Linked DNA regions of Salmo salar: region 1 is linked to region 2. A link is a contact called in public Hi-C data. All regions are on one chromosome and are shown on one strand. Each heading gives the region's core, a stretch centred on a gene start, on an enhancer-like site or on the middle of the called end of the contact. The rest is flanking DNA. Distances are from core to core; before and after follow the strand shown.

What was found. A called contact is a pair of places that touch in the nucleus more often than the background predicts.
Region 1: a contact with region 2 is called in a Hi-C map of gill, with 2.0 times the contacts expected there. The contact joins the enhancer-like site here to the promoter of mrtfab in region 2. A contact is called at or near these places in 3 of 3 Hi-C or Micro-C datasets (blood, gill and muscle).

Annotation. Positions count from the first base shown.
Region 1 is chrssa28:13,747,802-13,751,663 of Ssal_v3.1, forward strand. mrtfab (myocardin related transcription factor Ab) reads left to right here. Exons shown (of 18, transcript XM_045710328.1): 4 at 2,914-2,979. Among protein-coding and RNA genes, the nearest start is that of mrtfab, 38 kb to the left of the region's middle. Within about 2 kb of position 2,605, at least 4 of the 13 cell types and tissues checked have an H3K27ac peak or open chromatin away from gene starts, as enhancers often do. A contact at or near this core is called in gill, where this site is marked.
Region 2 is chrssa28:13,709,138-13,712,746 of Ssal_v3.1, forward strand. mrtfab (myocardin related transcription factor Ab) reads left to right here and starts at 2,234. Exons shown (of 18, transcript XM_045710328.1): 1 at 2,234-2,370.

The DNA.
Region 1 (3,862 bases), core at 1,355-3,854, 39 kb after region 2:
ACCAGCCTCAGAACAGCTGACTAGACTCAAACTCCCTGGCACTTCTGATGATGTCATGGTCCTGCCCTTAAAAGACCAGGCGAGAGAGAAAGACACATACACACACACACACATATACACTCTGCATGTGGCCGCTCCACAGAGACTAGCCTACAACATAAAAACGGGAACTGATGACAAACAAATAGTCCACTCCTAGAAATGCAGCAGTGGCTTAGGAGTGCATACAATAATTAAACCAGGGGTGAGTTTCCCAGAAAGCCTGGTTAACAAAAAGGTCACAACAAGTTACTGACACAGTAGCAGGACAGAGAGATGTGTATCTATAATAATAATAATTAGGTGGGTGCTTATATTTGGCCTATTTCACACATGTACACGTGTGCATTATACGCATGTGTGAATTGGAAATGTGCTTTTTGCTAATCCCAATTCCACCGAGACACCCTCAGAGAGTGGGGTCACGGCCAGCGTCAGCCATTATCAACGGCGACCCTGGAGAAAAGGGTTAAGTGGCTTGCTCAAGGGCACGTTGACAGATTTTTCACTTTGTCGGCTTGGGGATTTGGACCTTTAGGTTCCTGGCTCAAAGCTCTAACTGTTAAGCTACCTGCCACCAGTGTGACTCATAAACACAGTCATTTAGGTGGTCAGTTGTTCTGATTGGAAGACTGATAAGGGTCTACTTACTTCCTTTAATTGTTGCAAGATTTGCAGTACATAATATAGTGAGGGAAAAAAAGTTTTTGATCCCCTGCTGATTTTGTACGTTTGCCCACTGACAAAGAAATGATCAGTCTATAATTTTAATGGTAGGTTTATTTGAACAGTGAGAGACAGAATAACAACAAAAAAATCCAGAAAAACGCATGTCAAAAATGTTATAAATTGATTTGCATTTTAATGAGGGAAATAAGTATTTGATCCCCTCTCAATCAGAAAGATTTCTGGCTCCCAGGTGTCTTTTATACAGGTAACGAGCTGAGATTAGGAGCACACTCTTAAAGGGACTGCTCCTAATCTCAGCTTGTTACCTGTATAAAAGACACCTGTCCACAGAAGCAACCAATCAATCAGATTCCAAACTCTCCACCATGGCCAAGACCAAAGAGCTCTCCAAGGATGTCAGGGACAAGATTGTAGACCTACACAAGGCTGGAATGGGCTACAAGACCGTCGCCAAGCAGCTTGGTGAGAAGGTGACAACAGTTGGTGCGATTATTCGCAAATGGAAGAAACACAAAAGAACTGTCAATCTCCCTCGGCCTGGGGCTCCATGCAAGATCTCACCTCGTGGAGTTGCAATGATCATGAGAACGGTGAGGAATCAGCCCAGAACTACACAGGAGGATCTTGTAAATGATCTCAAGGCAGCTGGGACCATAGTCACCAAGAAAACAATTGGTAACACACTACGCCGTGAAGGACTGAAATCCTGCAGCGTCCGCAAGGTCCCCCTGCTCAAGAATACATATACATGCCCGTCTGAAGTTTGCCAATGAACATCTGAATGATTCAGAGGACAACTGGGTGAAAGTGTTGTGGTCAGATGAGACCAAAATGGAGCTCTTTGGCATCAACTCAACTCGCCGTGTTTGGAGGAGGAGGAATGCTGCCTATGACCCCAAGAACACCATCCCCACCGTCAAACATGGAGGTGGAAACATTATGCTTTGGGGGTGTTTTTCTGCAAGGGGACAGGACAACTTCACCGCATCAAAGGGACGATGGACGGGGCCATGTACCGTCAAATCTTGGGTGAGAACCTCCTTCTCTCAGCCAGGGCATTGAAAATGGGTCGTGGATGGGTATTCCAGCATGACAAGGACCCAAAACACATGGCCAAGGCAACAAAGGAGTGGCTCAAGAAGAAGCACATTAAGGTCCTGGAGTTGCCTAGCCAGTCTCCAGACCTTAATCCCATAGAAAATCTGTGGAGGGAGCTGAAGGTTTGAGTTGCCAAACGTCAGCCTCGAAACATTAATGACTTGGAGAAGATCCGCAAAGAGGAGTGGGACAAAATCCCTCTTGAGATGTGTGTAAACCTGGTGGCCAATTGCAAGAAACGTCTGACCTCTGTGATTGCCAACAAGGGTTTTGCCACCAAGTACTAAGTCATGTTTTGCAGAGGGGTCAAATACTTATTTCCCTCATTAAAATGCAAATCATTTTATAACATTTTTGACATGCATTTTTCTGGATTTTTTTGTTGTTATTCTGTCTCTCACTGTTCAAATAAACCCACCATTAAAATTATAGACTGATCATTTCTTTGTCAGTGGGCAAACGTACAAAATCAGCAGGGGATCAAATACTTTTTTCCCTCACTGTAGTTTGTACTGCAACTCTTTCAACAATGAAAGGAAGTATACCATAGCTGGCTTGATAATACAGGCTACTGTGAGGAATTAATTAATAGGTCAACCTAAGTGGTTAAACAGTGAGAAAACAGTCTGCTGACAGACAAGACTGATTGTGCGATTGTATTACTGACTGTATCTCTGAGTCGTTATGTAAGAGATGTTTCCTGTTTTGAAATAACGATGTGTCAGGCGTACATGCAACAAGGAGTCTCTCTCAAACACACATTCTTCTGTGTTTTTATAAGTGCACTTTGAGTATAGAAACAGGAAGTGTGTAATAATGTACTCCGCCCTCCTTTGCAACAGCAAAAAAAAAAAAAAAAGAGGGAGGAAGTAAAAAAAGGCGAGGGTTCTGTCCATTGAGTCCTGCTCTATCCGTCTGCTTCTGTGTTTGTTGACATAAGGATACCCTCTCTGCCCTGCAGACGGATTCTTCAGTGTAGGATGGGAGTCTGGACCTGAAACTCTTGTTTTGAAGAGGTTGTTGTTGTTGTTTCCATGCTGGCAGTTGCTGACTCTCCTCTACCTCTCTCTCACTGTCCTCATGCAGTCCTCCAGCTCAAACTACAGCAGAGACGCACCCGGGAGGAGCTGGTCAGCCAAGGGATCATGCCACGTAAGTAGTGCCCAAACTCTTCATCCTTATCTCAATTGTCTAGAGCAGCAAATATAATAGAATATCACCCTCTGCATGCTTGACCAGCACAGTTTCTCTTCCGGTTCCATTGGACAGACAGGTTTGTTGTGTTGTAATTTGCGTTGTGTTGTCTTGTGTTTTGCGTTGTTGTGTTATCAAGTGGGCCAGCCAGCTTCCCCTTCTGTGTCCACTTCCTGTTCTGTGCTCTGTTCAGTAGCTGAAGAGACTCAGTGTTCAGCTGTAGGAAGGAGGAAGTACATGGGCTATCTCTCGGTTCTTACTGGAGAGAGAAGCTGACTAACTCCCTAACCTGCACCCTTCAGAAGGACCCTAACAAGGCCACAATTGTCAGTCAGTGACAGCGTTGTCACTGACTCTCCTTGACGAGTGCACTCAATCTGCACCCGGGTTGGGGTCTGTTTGATTTTCAATTCAGGATTTGCTTCTGTTATGACCTAGCCTGATCCAAGACCATCCTGACCGCGTCACTCTTGTTTCGCTTCACTTCAACAGAATGTAAGCTTGCAAGAGCTCCGGATGGTTGTGCTAGGCTTGTTACGATGGGTCACAACTCGGGTGCAAAGTGGCTAACCTGGCCCTAAGATGGGCCTCTCCTCTGTGCTCCCACTCTTATTACACAACAACAACAGGCCAGGGGAACTGTGTATCTACACAGTTATCCTGCACAGACAAACATACATACAGGACCTTATTCCAGATTAGTCCAGATTACTGAGGATCAGGTTGTGTTCCTGTGGGGGAGGCATTACAACCAACCTTTATAAGTCACTTGTTATGACTTTGGCCCAAGGCTATAGCAGAATACAGGGCCTTGACGGTAAAACCGTTGTCAGTTGACGGT
Region 2 (3,609 bases), core at 984-3,483:
CAAAAAATCTACCAAACTATTTCTTAATGTTTCTCAAAATGTAGCTGGCTAATTTAATTTGATCATGCTTTGTGATAGACCTGGTTTTATGCTTTTAGTCCACACAACATGTCGCCCTGTCACCTACAGTAGAACCTGATGAACAACATGGGGGAAACAATCAAATTGGCCATGCTTTTTTGTCCTACCAGATCCGCAATGAGCAGGTTCTAGCTAGTGTATCCCTCTGTCTTTCCACTCTTGTTGGATGTAGTTGTCTGGTTTATCAGGTCCCAGGCTCCCATGCCTGTTATGAAAATTTATTTACAAGTTCATTACAATTTGCTTTTTGCTTTAGCGCCATCTGTACCTGATAGAGCTAGTCTCACGTGCAGAAGTAAGTCGTCTGGTGCGAGAGTCTTGGGTGGGAGACTAGAGCAGACCCAGAAGTTCTGACTGAACGGATGCACATTTGAGCGCCCCAGGATGGTCCATTTACTTTGTGCCGTTATATTTTATGCTATGAAATCCTGTGATTTCATTGGGGCAGTTCCCCTTCATAGCAAAGAGCTAGAAATACAATCCAAGCAATGTTCGCACGGCCTATGCGCCCACGGTGGCATTCCGTGGACCATTCTTGATACACACAGGAAACTATTGAGCGTGAAAAACCCAGCACAGTTGCAGTTCTTGACACAAACCGGTGTGCCTGGCACCTACTACCATACCCCGTTCAAAGGCACTTACATTGTATGTCTTGCCCATTCACTCTCTGAATAGCACACGTACACAATCCATGTCTCAATTGTCTCAAGGCTTAAAAATCCGTCTTTAACCTGTCTCCTCCACTTCATATACACTGATTGAAGTGGATTTAACAAGAGCCTGGTTAAATAAAAAACAAGTGACATCAATAAGGGATCATAGCTTTCACCTGGATTCACCTGGTCAGTCTGTCATGGAAAGAGCCAGTGTTCTTAATGTTTTGTATGTATGTATGTATGTATATATATATATATATATATATATATTTGGGCGGGCTGTCGCTGGTTATGAGGTTTACCATGGTTCCAGAGGGGATGTTTATTTTTTTTATTTAACCTTTATTTAACTAGGCAGTTAAGAACAAATTCTTATTCACAATGACGGCCTACCCCGGCCAGACCCAGACGACGCTGGGCCAATTGTGCGCCACCCTATGGGACTCCCAATCACATCCAGAGGTGATGCAGCCTGGATTCAAACCAGGGATTGCAGTGATACCTCTTGCACTGAGATACAGTGCCTTAGACCACTGCACCACTCAGAAGCCCTGAGAGCTGCCTCCATCCCAAACACCTCTGCAGCCATCTTCTGGAGCTCTGTATATATACACACACACACAATTTACCAAATAAAATCAGGTTCATAAAAATGGAAAGGATGCATCTTAAAAGAATTCATCAGATCACAGTTTCACAATGTATTATGTAGTGTGTGCGTCTCATGCACTTCACTGCAGAATGTTTATTAGACAGTTTTACATACTTGTATTATTGTTCGGGCCCAAAAATTATTTCACCTTTATTTAACCAGGTAGGCAAGTTGAGAACAAGTTCTCATTTACAATTGCGACCTGGCCAAGATAAAGCAAAGCAGTTCGACACATACAACAACACAGAGTTACACATGGAGTAAAACAAACATACAGTCAATAATACAGTAGAAAAATAAGTCTATATACAATGTGAGCAAATGAGGTGAAATAAGGGAGGTAAAGGCAAAAAAAAGGCCATGGTGGCGAAGTAAATACAATATAGCAAGTAAAACACTGGAATGGTAGATTTGCAGTGGAAGAAAGTGCAAAGTAGAAATAGAAATAATGGGGTGCAAAGGAGCAAAATAAATAAATAAATACAGTAGGGGAAGAGGTAGTTGTTTGGGCTAAATTATAGATGGGCTATGTACAGGTGCAGTAATCTGTGAGCTGCTCTGTCAACTGGTGCTTAAAGCTAGTGAGGGAGATGTGTTTCCAGTTTCACTTTAATCAGTGAAAGATCATATAAGACATGTACAATAATCTGATCATAATGATGAGCACTTTCTTAAAAGTCAGATATTCTTAAGTGATGGTTATGCAACTCCATATGCTTGCTAAAACTCACCCATCATCTAATCTATTCGATGTCGAACTTCCGATGACTGTCAGGCCTGAGTTTTGGAAAGGGATCAGAAATAACCCGTAGGTGGCGCCACAGACCATGCATTTCACTCCACAAGCCCACAACACAGAAAGAGTTTATTGCCATGATTCAACTTCTCTTCAATTCAAGGCAAGACTGGAAAAACATCTATGCCATAGCTACATTATTCCCAAAGCAGTTGACATCTCATTCAGTCGTGTGGTTAGATGTGAGTATATATTTGATACTGGTCATCAAGTTGTTGCTATATGGCAGTAACGATTTGCCTTTCTGGCTGAGAGGAGGGTTTTCCGGTCAAAGTTTCCGTTGTGAGTCGGAAGTGGTGCACCACTAAAGCCGAAGGCTTTTAACCTCGTTAACAACAATAATAGCGACAGTGATAAGTAACTAATGAATTAATGCGTTTTCTCAATCTTTAACATCACGATATAGAGCAAGATACTTCGATATTACCACCGCGTGACTAGACTGACAGGTAGCTGCTAGCATCAGATGCTAAGCTAGCTATTTCTTGTAGCTAACGTTAGCTGTTTGTAGCCGGGGAGGTGGACTTGTCTAGTTTTACTGTTGATAGATTCGCTTAAACCCCTTTTCTCTTCGCTGTTGTGGAGGTATTGGATTTCGTTATTCAATAGTTCTGCGTTGGACAATTTTCAGGTGAGCTCCCACTGCGTAGTTAACTAGCCTAGATACCGAGCCAATTTGTCCACATTGGCACAATGACAATATGGGCCCAATGCGGGCAAAAATATTGGCCACATGTAGGCTTCCCACATTGGGCCGATGTGCCTTCTGATCATCGGCTCCACATTTGCCCCAAAGACATTGGCTCAGTGTGGGGGTGAGGGTAGCCCTCACTTTGCCTAGAAAATGTGCCCACATTGGCAGGATGTGGTCCCAATGCGGGTTAAACCCATGTAGGATGCGCCTTTGCTCAAAGGCTCCACATTGGCCCCAAGGGCAGCCCTCACTTTTCCTGAAATAAGCCCACCCTTTTGGATCGGCTGCCTGTTACATTGTATCAGAAAGACAACAATGTTGTCGTTATCATATATATATATATATATGACAACTAAGTTTCTCTGGTAATGATATATATATATATATCATTACCAGAGAAACTTAGTTGTCATGTCTCATGCACTTATAAATATATATTGTTTTACAGTATTCGTCATTGACAATGTACAAGGTATTTTTTTCTTTTTAAATTCACTAGTAAGATTGCACAAAAATAACCATAGAACTATAAGGTTCTATCTGAAAAAATATGATTCCTAGATAATTGTCTTTAAAGTTCCAAACACTCATTTTTTTCACTTTAACATATTTGCAAACCACGCCACTAACTATTCTAATGAGCCCCCACCTTTACATTTATGAAGAAGCTGGGCTTGGTGTGGGCTAACCTTTGTTGGACTAGTGTGGGAAAGCCATGTTGGGCTTG